Regions from separate parts of the Mus musculus genome. Here region 2 is linked to region 1. A link is a contact called in public Hi-C data. All regions are on one chromosome and are shown on one strand. Each heading gives the region's core, a stretch centred on a gene start, on an enhancer-like site or on the middle of the called end of the contact. The rest is flanking DNA. Distances are from core to core; before and after follow the strand shown.

Region 1 (6,320 bases), core at 2,599-5,098:
AAGGCTAAGGGTTCCTAAAAGCATGAGTCTACCTTACTGACAAGAGAAATATAGTTATAAAGTACCCTTGAGATATGTATTATGCAGTGAGCTTTATTGTGACACATTTTTTAAAAAAATGACATGCCAGAATCCGGGCTTTATTATTCAGTATCTGGGTTTCAATTCATGTGGCTTTATAGAGAAATAAAGCAATGTGCCAAACTCAGGAAACTGAGTTTCTTCTCATCTAGTGATGGTTTTTCCATCTTTTCCACCCACAAAAGATGAGCTCTATTTATAAAAACAAAAGACAATTGAGCATGAGTTATTCACAATTACATTTATAGCAAGAGGGGCTGGCATGCAGCTTGGTTGGTAGAGGGCTTGCTTAGCGTGCCCTGGGGTTGATCTCCAGAACAGCAGAAACCCAGCATAATGGGACACACCTGTATCTTTGCTATGTATCAAGTTGAAGGTTAGCCTGAGTTACAAGAGACCCTATCTCAGTGAGCAAGACAAAACTGTGACAAGAATGTTTTGGAAAAAACAAGAAAACACATAGACAATCATGTGTCTCAAATAATTTGTCATGAGATGGTTTTTCTTAGCTGTCAAAACGAGGTATGTACAGGGTGGCTTATTCATCCCCAAGGCCCAACTGATTAAAGGGCAAAGTAGCAAACATGAATTTTGCCTCTGTGACATAGACAGTTTCCTTTTAGAAGATGGGAAATGGGTAAAGCAGAGCAGGAAACAATTAGAAAAAGAGAGGTCTGTCTCTTACGGAGTGTTAATGGTGTCTGTCTCACTCTCCTTATCTGTACAATGGGACAGGAGAAAGGTGAGAGCATTAAGCCAAGTGGAAGGGGGATAATAATCACAGAACACAGTATTTGGCACAAAAGGAACACCTTTTAAAAAGGTAGTCATACTTTTCATAAATTGTGTTTCATAGATATTAACTTATTGCAATGGAAGTTAATTGTGGAAAAAATATACACAGTAGCCAGGGAAATCATGACTTTTTCTGGTTTGAAAAGATTTATTTCTGATAGCTTGATAATCTGTTTCTATTTCTACTTGAAAGATTTATTAAAAGATAGTTATTACATTTCTGTTCACTTTTACTTAATTTCTAGAATGATACCCACATTTCTCATGCAATTATTCAAAGGCTAAATTTCATGTTGAGAAGAAAGCCTAGGAATAAACTGATGCCAAATAACATATCATAGCTCTTTAGTGGATCTGCCAAATAACAATTAGGCCACAGCCCCATCTCTAACATCACATTAAAGTACAGAATAGAAGAATCGTGTAATTTACGATGTCCCAACCGCTTTGCTGAATGTTTCATGTGCATTTTCTCCACTAATAATCTGCACAGCCTTACCTGGTAGATACTTTTATTTTTTATCAAGTAGTAAAATGAAATTAGAGATAGACTCATCCAAATATTACTAAATTGATGATTTTGATATAGCATATGGCACTCCTGGGATTTAGACTCATACCTTTCTGATTCCAGACTCTACAGTGTAACCCTAGCATAGATTTACCCAATAGACGCTGCTAAGTTGTGCATGGTTCCAGTTTTGGGGTCTTGGCCATAAGCTTTGACTTTTTTTTTTGAATACTTATTCCCTGTCAGAGTTTGGGAGTTGATTTTAAAATTTGAAGTTGGGAAATTGGTTTGCTCTCAATACTGGGGACATGCCTATAAAATACTCACTTAGATTTCTGAGTAGTAAGCCTAAGATTCCAATGGGTTGGTTTCCTGGAGCTTCTGTTGGCTTTTGCTTTCAACTTTCCCCCTATTAAGTGAGAGTACAAAACTGGTGTAAAAGTGTCAGACTAAAAGCTTTTCAAATGCCACTCTGGAATGGACAACAATTTGATCCACCAAGGATAAGCACTGCTTTTCTTTACATCCAAAGACATCGATTTACTTTGGCAGGCAATTTGGGGGCCAACTGGATTTAAACCCTTTGCCATTTATCATTTATGCCATTGGAAGGCATGATGGCTTGAAGGAACCATGGCGAATTTCAGGTGTGTTCTCTGTGCCTGTAGTTTTAAGTTCTGGTTTGAAACCTGTGGGGCTGGGTACAATTAGAAAGTGCAAGAAGTAGCCTTGCTTTACAAGCTGGCTTGAAGCCAGCCCCAGACTCCTCAGCTCCATGTGACCAAATGGCTATTATCACACTCCTTTTCAAGGATTCATTCTCTAAATCCCTCCTTTTCAACTTGTGTTGTGGTTGAAACAAAGACCTACCTAGGAGGAATTATCAGTTAGGAGTTCCAGGCAGCAGATCTCTGTAATTATTAAAAACCAGGAATTGTGCGTGTGTGTGTGTGTGTGTGTGTGTGTGTGTGTGTGTGTGTGTGCATGTGTGTGTGTTTTAAAGCAATGAGAATCAAACAATAGGTATTTTTTTTCTTGTATTTTTGTAGTTGTTACCTTTATTTTCACAAGGTTTTCTATTTGGAATGTCTTAGGAAGTATTCCCCGCAACTGAACCTTGCAACCTTTGATGTTTTTCTGTTTGTTTGTTTTGTTTTGTTTTGTTTTGTTTTTGCCATACAGTAAATATAGGCATTCCTTTCTATTTCAGAAAAAGGTCAGTGTTATAACTTATATTCAGGAATTAGCTATGCTTCATCCCTATGCAAGTATATGGCACAATAAATATTTAGTAGATAGAGTGTCTAGATTAAAATGTCTACTCAGTCTGAAACAGAGAAATAAAATAATTGCTCTGATGACTAACATTATATGCTATATTTATACTATATGTATTTTTCTTAGAAGAGATGGTGATAAGGATGGACAGGGAAATAAAGACATAAAGACAAAATTGTCCATTTGATTTCTACATTGGTAACTCTTGACAAGGCAAATATTAAATGGAGGTGCACTGCTTATTTTTATTTTCAATTTATGTGTCATATAAACTTTTATAACATGGATTGTTTATGTACTTAGGGAAGGTGAGGAAAAGCAGATTAAATGAGCTTGGGAAATGACTAATTCTAAATTGAGAAGAGCAAACATTGCAAGGAGAATAAAGTCCAATGTTAAAAATGTACAAAATAATTGATAAAGAGATGAGCTCTGACCTGAGTGATGCAGTCACTTACTTGATATGGTTTCTTTATTGCCTGTTATGAAGTGCTTATGAAATATGAACTAAGTATGAGAAGAAAAGGTCTGCTAGGTGACAATATTGCACAATATTGGAAATATGAATCCTTGAGCTCAGAAAGCTTATAATGTGAGGCCTGGATGGCTATGTGAGCCTGCAGTTCTATGGGAGAGTCCTACCTTACCATGGCATGAGCAGGTCACATTGCTTTCTGCTGCAATGAACAAAAATCATGACTAAAACCGATTTGTTCAATAAAGCACATATTGGTGGTTGTAACTTAAAAGTACAACAGTCAGTCAGACCATGTTTAAGAGGTCATACCCTATGGCTTGCAATGCTTTCAAGGAACCCATTTCTTTTGGTTTTGCTGTGTTGCTGGTCTTGCTCCATTTCAAGAGTGAGCGATTTACCTTTGATAGCTCTAGGATTGTTCTAAGGACTCCCAGACAGCTTGTTTACATGGTCACATCTAGTCCAAAACAAATTTTGTCAGTGGTCCCTAGAATTCACTTTGAGTGGGCTGGTTTATATCTATTCTGAACCCAAGAGTAAATCATTTGCCTCATTCTGAAATTTAGAATAAAGGTAGCCTTCCTAGGGCTTTACAAGTCTCTAAATGACATTTTTCAGCTGTTGCTGTGACTTAGGTTTGGTGAGGATGGTAGAGAAGCTGTCAATAGGTTTGGGACATCCACAACTTGTTAACTACAAAACACATAATTAACAAATGTCCTCTCCAGTCAGTACATAGAATAATATAGTGAGAGCCAACCATATCAGATGGTGCTTAATGTCCATAAATCAACTTCCAGGATGAGTAGGGGCTTTCCAGAGAATAAGACTGAGAAAGTTGAGGTGCAGCTCAGCAAAAGAGTGCTTGCCTAGAACACAAACCTCCAGGTTTGATTCCCCAGCATTGAAAATTTAAATAAAAGAAAAAGATAAGCTTCAAGGCACAGAATATAATCCTTTTGTGTTCACGGATACCATCCAGGTAGCTGTTACCCTGGCACTATTACAAGACTCACCAGCCAGAAGCCATCTGTCCCAAAATGTAATGAGCAGAAAACCTGAAGTATCAACTTCACCAAAACTGGCTATTTGACTCTACCATAGACAAATACTCTCATGTTCTTTCCCTCGCTCTCTCCCTCCCTCCCTCCCTTCCTTTTTCCCTCCCTCCCCTCCCTCACCTCCCCTCCACTTCCCCCCACTCTCTCTCTCCTCAGTATAAATGCATGTTTGGACTCAACTCAATGTGAACCTTAACATTTTTGTCCCAAGGTTCAGAGTGATAGTATTTTAGAGCTGGCTATACCATCTTCATCCTTATCACTGCACTTTCCCCTCTTAATGAAACCTACAGAAAATGGTTCCTAACTCACACAGTACCGCAAATGCTTTTGGATTTTGGTGTCATGAAACTAAGGGTATTAACATGTAAGATGAATGGGAGGATTCGCTGAGTGATACATATGATGTGTATCATATTGAGAATGACATACAGCAGAATGAAATATTTTTTATCCAAATACAAATGTTCCATGGAAAATCAGACTTAACTCTGATCTCTGCAGTATGTATAATTTATATATTTTATAAGTTCTGTTTTTGACAATACTCATCTTTTTTTTTCCCCCATTGAGTAAGTAAACTTGTTTTCTTGATGAAGTTATTAGAAGTGGACTCGGTTTTGCAAATTGTATCTTGGGTGTTCTATGTTTCTGGGCTAATATCCACTTATCAGTGAGTGCATATCTAATGACTTCTTTTGTGACTGGGTTACCTCACTAAGGATGATATCCTCCAGATACATCCATTTGTCCAAGAATTTCATAAATCCATTGTTTTTAATAGCTGAGTAGTATTCCATTTGTAAATGTACCACATTTTCTGTATCCATTCTTCTGTTGAGGGACATCTGGGTTCTTTCCAGCTTCTGGCTATTATAAATAAGGCTGCAATAAACATAGTGGAGCATGTGTTCTTATTACCAGTTGGAACTTCTTCTGGGTATATGCCCAGGAATTTGCAAAACACAAGAAAATCAAGAAGAGGGAAGACCAATGGGTGGATACTTCATTCCTCCTTAGAACAGGAAACAAAATACCCATGAAAGGAGTTACAGAGACAAAGTTTGGAGCTAAGACAAAAGGATGGACTATCCAGAGACTACTCCACCTGGGGATTCATCCCATAGTCAGCCACCAAACCCAGACACTATTGCATATGGCAGAAAGATTTTGCTGAAGGGACCCTGTTATAGCTGTCTCATATGAGGCTATGCTAGTGCCTGGCAAATACAAAAGTGGATTCTCACAGTCATCTATAAGATGGAGCACAGGTCCCCCAGTGGAGAAGCTAGAGAAAGCACCCAAGGAGCTGAAGGGGTCTGCAACCCTATAGGTGGAACAGCAATATGAACTAACCAGTACCCCCCAGAGCTTGTATCTCTAGCTGCATATGTAGCAGAAGATGGCCTAGTTGGCCATCACTGGGAAGAGGGAAGAGAGGCCCCTTGGTATTGCAAACTTTATATGCCCCAGTACAGGGGAATGCCAGGGCCAAGAAGCGGGAGTAGGTGGGTAGGGGAGCGAGGTGGAGGGAGGGTATAGGAAACTTTCAGGATAGCATTTGAAATGTATATGAAGAAAATATCTAATAAAAAATAAGAAGCAAATAAATAAACTCTTCCTTAAAAAAAAAAAAAAAAAAAAAAAAAAAAAGAAGTGGACTTGGGAACAGTTTCCCACCCAAATGTCTGATTCCCAAATTCAGTGAGCGGACTTCGGGTCACTTCACAAAGAAGAGATTATGAGGCTGTTTCCTATCTGTAGGGAATCAGATCCATTTTGCTCATGATCTGCTAGCATGGTGAAGCATCCTTCACTGCTGTGGCTTCTCTAGGTGCTGTCTGTCCACCTACCTGGTGTCCAAGCTTCTAAAACCTCATTCACGTATCCAGCCTCTGTTCAGAAAACATTCAGGAAGGCAGGAAACAAAACCAAAGGACAATCTTCTTGCCATTTGCTCAGATCAGCAGCCTGGTGCAGGCAACATGTCTCCCGTGTAGCTGTGTCGGCGAGGACCCTAAGACTTAAAGAGGAGGATTCAGCAGCCACGTAGACAGTGCTCTCCAGAATGCTGGCATTTCATTTCAGATTCACTTGCAAGTAAAGGTCAAAATGC
Region 2 (6,320 bases), core at 2,367-4,866, 200 kb after region 1:
TGTAAAGTCAGGCTCTAATACAGTAGTAGTAGAGATATCAACACCCTACTTCCATCAATGGAATAAGATCATCCAGACCAAAAAGAAAAAACAAAATCAATGGAGTTAAACTATATTATTAGTCAAATCGATAGAACAGACATTCACAAAACAATTCTACTCAAATTCAAAGCCATAGAAATGTTACTCTGGATGTGTCATGAAAATGAAGAACACTGGAAGCAAACATTAAAAGAAATTTTATAAATGAAGAGAGGATTGACTCCAGAAAAAAATGTAAATATCCCCCTAAAGTAATTGAAGTTAACAATGCAACAAACCAAGGATATAACAAAGGAAAGGAAAGGAAAGGAAAGGAAAGGAAAGGAAAGGAAAGGAAAGGAAAGGAAAGGAAAGGAAAGGAAAGGAAAGGAAAACTAACAGTGAGCAGCCACTTAAGAAAGAAAAGAAAAAAAAAAAAAAAAAAAAAAAAAAAACAATGTCCAATAAGTAACCAAACAACTTACTAACTAGAGAAGCAAGAACACCAAGTAAGATTAGTAGGAGGAAACAAATAACAAATGCGGTTGTGAGAATGTGAGAAGCGCATGCTACAGAGACAACAGGGACAATACAAAGGATTCCTAAACCAAAGAGTTAGCTTTTAAAAAGTAAAATTGACAGAATTTAAACTAGACTCAACAAGAAAAGAGAGATGACGTCACTAAAAGTCAGAGGTGAGTCAGGAGACACCCCATCCTATGCCCCTCAGAAATGCAAAGGAACATTGGAAATTTTAAGGAAAAACTGTATGATAATAAATGAGAAAATCTCTATGACAAGGAAATTTCTCTGGATACATATGGCTGCTTATCAAAATTAAACTGTGAGAACATAAAAACTTTGAATACAGCAATCACAATCAATGATACCTAAACTGATAATAAAATGTCTCCCAAAGGGGGCTTATGAGACCCCACTTCTCTCTAAAGATCCAGAGACAATTAATGGTTGCAGGGGAGATAGAAAGAAAGTTTCTTCAGTGTTGTAGTCACTTGTAAGCTTCCCCTACTCTTGCAAATAACACTTTAACTGTGCTTCTATAATCAGCCCTATTCAAACTCACTAAGTAGAAGAGGAGTGTTGGGAAGAGAAAGAGACTTATTGGCCATTGGAGTGAAACGAGGGAGGATAAAAAAAGACTGATTATGATTAAAATATATTGAAGAGTCAAAAAATGGTAAGATTTCTTATGCTCATGGACTAGAGAAATTAATATTGCTACAATGTCCACACTACCTATCCTCAGAAATCTTGATTGCCAATTTGATGGAATTTAGAATCACCATGGCAACAAACCTCCTGGCAGGTCTGCAAGAGATTATTCAGACCAGTTTAATTGATATGGAACCATGGTTCCCTGGTGTCCCAGACTGAATGAAAGGAGAAAAGGCTGAACCCCAGCAGTCACCCCTCTCTGTTTCCTATCTATGACCAGCTGCTTCCTGCTCCAGCCACCATGACTTCTCTGCCATGATGGATTTCATTTGCTTCTGCCTGCTATTGTGTTGGAGCAACAAGAAAAGTAAATAATATACAACCCAAAGTCACAATACAGATAAAGTACAATCCCTATCAAAATATGAAAGATTCTTCACAAAGTTGAAGTAATTTAATCCTAAAAGTTATATGGAAACACACACATAAGAAAAGGAAAAACAAGCCGGGCAGTAGTGGCACATGCCTTTAATTGCGGCACTTGGGAGGCAGAGGCAGGCGAATTTCTGATTTCGAGGACAGCCAGGGCTATACAGAGAAACCCTGTCTCAAAAAAACAAAAACAAAAACAAAAAAAGAAAAAGAAAAGAAAAGGAAGAACAGCCAAAGCAAAAAGAACAAAGAATCCAATTCCCAAGTTCAAGAGATAGAGTACAGCCAGATTAATTAAAGCAACAATGATTTTGATTTAGACCAAATATCAGACACACAGGCCAATGGAACAGGCTAGGTTTGCTGAAATAAACCAACACATTAGAGCCAACTGTTCTCAATAAAAGTACCCAAAATACTGAAAAAAAAAAAGATAGTTTATTCAATACTCCTTTATCATACGTTTTAAACTGGATACCTTCATGCAGAAATATGAAACATAACCTCATTTTATCCTGTATAGATAGATATCTTGTGAGAGGGGATTGTGGAGCTAAATGGGAGACCAGAAATTCCTTAACTTCTAGGGGAAAAAAAGGACTTCAAGATATTATATAAGGCCTTAATGACCCAGAAAACATTTTTTTCCTAATGGATAGATAAAATTACATCAAACTAAAAGGTTTGTACACAGCAAAGGAAGTGCTAGGAGGATAAAAAGGCAAAGAAATGCTGGTATTGTGTAGGGAGAATGAGAACAATCATAGCCATTGTGAGCAAAACTTAAAGACCAAAGCCAGGGCCTGGGGAGATGGCAGTTAGGAGTTCTTCCGGCTCCTGAGTAAGACCCGAGTTGGATTGCCAGCACCTATAACTGTCAGCACCTGTAACTCCAGCTCCATGGAATCTAATGTCTCTGACCTCTGCCAGCACCTAAAGATGTCCACATACCCGACACAAACACACATGCATACACTTAATTAAAAACAATAAATCTTGAAAACTAAAACTAGATCTACTTGAACTATCTGTCCTACTGCTAGCTACATATTCAAGAGATAAAATCAACCTATCAAAGAAATTTTTCCAGTCTATGGTACTCATGGCAATGTTACTAATAGCTAAGATATAGAATCAACCTAGATGTGTGAAGCAAATAAAGAAAATCTAAGATAGATAGATAGATAGATAGATAGATAGATAGATAGATAGATAGATAGATTGATTACCTATCATCTGGAGCAAAATGAATGGACCCAGGGGATGTTACATAGGTGATATAAGCTGTTCACACTAAGACAAGTTCTACATATTCATTTTCAAACATTAGAAAGTACTTACCTCAAAGAATAGTAATTACTAAGAACCAAGGAATGTGTTTGACTAGGCAAGGGTAGAAAGAGTACACTTGACTTGATCAGTGCACATAATAAGCATATCTGGAAATATCATGTTGAACCCTGTTAATAGATAGAATTGAAACCTTCACAAATATAACATGAGGAAGTTTAATGTCCGAGAACATACTAGAATATTCTAGTTTCTTCTTCCCAGCAGGTAGACTATCCAGCTATATGGATTGTTTCTAGAAAGCAACCTAGAAAGCTGCCATCTATTTTCCTCTTTGAACATGTAAACACAGCCTGCATTGACTGAGAAGAATACTGGCTAGTGCATAATGAAACAGCATTACACCTTTCATGTAATCAATGTGCTTCTCAGCTAGCAACCCTTGGATGTATTCCTTAAGCGATAAGGCATGAAACATCCTGGTGTGTTTCCCATAAGTATTCAAGCATTCTCTGAACTCTTCATATTACACAGATAATGTACACTTTCCATGTTTTACTGACTTAGGATGGTGCCTATCTACATAAACATACATTGTCTTGTGTAAAGATCTCTTAGCCTCAAAGTAATAAGGCCATTTCTCCCCAGGAGGTAGGATGAAATGTGGCAAATCATTGTACTTTCCCAGAAATATTTTATGAAGTAGCTCCCGGCACTGAGCATCCACAGCTTTGGAGGCCAAGTTAAATGAGGTGTGTTATAAAGGAGTAGGCTTTCTATATCGGTTAACAAGCAACTGTACATACTCACTGAAAGAGTCAGCATTGAACCATATAAAACAGGAGGTTTCTTCTGTGTCTGCCTTCTATCATGTATGTATCAAGATAGAATGCACATAAGCCCTGAATGAGTGTATAGAATTGCTCAAGGCCCCTATGATCACCATTCCTCCAGGTTTAACATTGGTTAAAATGATGAAATGTCTACTCCGACTATCAGTTCTACACATGCTCAAAAGCTGGGCTTCAGTCTTCCTACTAGGGAATTTGGGGTCATTGGTCAATAGTCACTAAGGTTTAGTCTTTTCTCCTGTAAAACACAGTCGGTAATACCTACCTTATACTTCAAATTATTCTTCCAAGTGGGATTTTTTTCCCAGTCTTTAGAAACCTAATGCTTCATACCTGTGTCTAAAACATGCTTTATTTTATTTCATTGGACACTGGCCATTTTTCTTGATATTTTTAACCTGGTATATTTCCTATTTTTCTGCCAGGGCAAGCACTGTATACTTGATGTATCAGGAAATGCTATTAAGCGGTTACAAGTCGCCCAGCTCTATCCCATTGCCATCTTCATAAAGCCCAAGTCTCTGGAACCTCTGATGTAAGTAGAGAATAAATCCCCATCTAGAACCCTGCTCTGAACACACAGCAAGCAACAGCAGTTTGTCATAAAGGCTTTCAGATAGGAATGCCAGTGCGATCATTAAGCATTTCCCTTTTTTAACATATAGATAATAGATTTATAAAGTATTATTTTGTATTATATTATTGTATGCTTATATTATTTTATATTGTTAAATATATTTACTATATAATTTTGTTATAAATATGTTATACATCTTATTTATAAATATTATTTATATATTTTATATTATCAGATATATACTTAATTGAATATATATTAAGCTTTTTGAGTCAATAACTCTTCACTACTTTACAAATTGTTTTCACCTTCACATTTTCTATTTGTTAGCAGCTTCATTTGGTCTAAGAGGTTTATGGAGGGATTGGGCAGTTATTTTAGTTTCCATTTTAGTTTTTATCAATCACAGAAGACTATCATCTTTGTATTGTTTCTTAACTTTGAGAACAGTTTCACAGGTAAATCTTGAAATGAGTTATTTTGTTTTTTATAAAGAATACAAAGAGTGTTTCAGAATTTTCCATTGACATTCCACATTGCCTTTAATAAAATTCTGACTCTGCCTTAAGACATGCAGACACTGGTTCTTCACAGAGCCTTCCCTAGGGACATGACTATATCCTTAATTCATCACTCCACATCTATATAAATACGTAAGCGTGGGAACAACATGGTTCTGATGTTGTTTCAAAGCATTTTCAAAGGTCTAGTAAAATACTTCTCTTCCAAACCAGTCAGCAAATTAGGCGGATATCCATGATCTGACAGTTCCCACACAGCAGTGAGGCTACTGTAGGGAACGGTAGCAGAGCAAAGAGGCAGCAAGCAGAGACATGAAAAGTGGACAATAAGGCCAACTTTTCTTTTAACCAATGATCCTTCATATAATCTTAGCCCGAGTTGCTTGAGCTCCACAAGGTTGAACAATGTCACAGAGGCTCATTTAGTCCTTAGTACATAGTAAGTACTCAGGAAATATTATTATTATTGCAAAATATACAGGGTTACTTTTTATGAACCACTAATTCAATGTGTTATCCTCATAAAACACATAAGCAGCTTCCTGGAGAAAGCCAGAGATGAGGTCAAGGCCTCTGTTACAAGAGCCTGGCTTCAGCACTGCCTCCAGGAGAGGCAAACCAAGCCTTGGGAGAATGTTGTTGGGCTGAACCATACACAGCACGCTGGAAAACAATGCTTATGGAAAGATGGTAAAAATAGAAGGTACTTATTCCCAGAGATGGAAGCCATTGTTTTCTGAGGATATCAGCTACCTGTTTGGTCTCCTCTGAGGACGAAGCTGCAAATTGAACCACAGTAGTTGGACTGGCAGCTGGGAGGATAAACTTCAAACACATAGTTGACCTCTGGGGAAATCATCAGAGTTGTATCCTAAAAACAGAGTACATCCCCAGAAGTAAAGGTAGACAAGGGTTTTTGACAAAACAGAAAAATAAAACTAGGAAGTAAATAAACATAAAGAACATTAACCCCAATTACCACATAGGAAATGTGTATTGATGATAAAATGGTGTTCTAACGGCACGAGTTAAACTTTTTCTGTGGGCGGTGTTTCATAAAGTTAGTTAAGTGACCACAATGTCATTATATAAACGTGATTTATAATCTGTAAACCGCTACACAAAGCCATGCAATGTTAATCTTATGAGAAGAAAAGTGGCACTCTCCTCTTGGGAACAGCATCATAAAAGCTCATTTCAGAAATAGAAATTAATCCACATCATAAACACACAAGAGAGGGATGACTTCCTAGGGAAGGAAAGCCTGAGGGACCAAAAGCAGTGGCACATTTGGTCCAGTGTGACGCTGGGAGACAGCCCATCTGGTGCTCAATGGAAGATCTACTTCCTTCCATAACTACCAGATGATTCATGCAGTTCTGCCTTAGGGCCCTGTCACAGACACTTATCACCAAGGAAAACTAAGCATGCCAAAGGCTGGATGCCACAATG

What was found. A called contact is a pair of places that touch in the nucleus more often than the background predicts.
Region 2: a Hi-C map of cerebellar granule neurons shows a contact between it and region 1, with 2.2 times the contacts expected there. The contact joins two enhancer-like sites. A contact is called at or near these places in 2 of 484 Hi-C or Micro-C datasets (cerebellar granule neurons and cerebellum), 1 of 115 datasets of contacts at active chromatin or transcription factors (forebrain) and 1 of 9 other capture datasets (pancreatic islet).

What each region holds. Positions count from the first base shown.
Region 1 is chr7:92,236,958-92,243,277 of GRCm38.p6, forward strand. The region is part of intron 13 of Dlg2 (discs large MAGUK scaffold protein 2); the gene reads left to right. Among named protein-coding and RNA genes, the nearest start is that of 4930567K12Rik, 120 kb to the left of the region's middle. Within about 2 kb of position 3,849, at least 2 of the 459 cell types and tissues checked have an H3K27ac peak or open chromatin away from gene starts, as enhancers often do. A contact at or near this core is called in cerebellar granule neurons, where this site is marked.
Region 2 is chr7:92,433,770-92,440,089 of GRCm38.p6, forward strand. Dlg2 (discs large MAGUK scaffold protein 2) reads left to right here. Exons shown (of 23, transcript NM_011807.3): 21 at 4,196-4,305. Among named protein-coding and RNA genes, the nearest start is that of Ccdc90b, 120 kb to the right of the region's middle. Within about 2 kb of position 3,617, at least 1 of the 459 cell types and tissues checked has an H3K27ac peak or open chromatin away from gene starts, as enhancers often do. A contact at or near this core is called in cerebellar granule neurons, where this site is marked.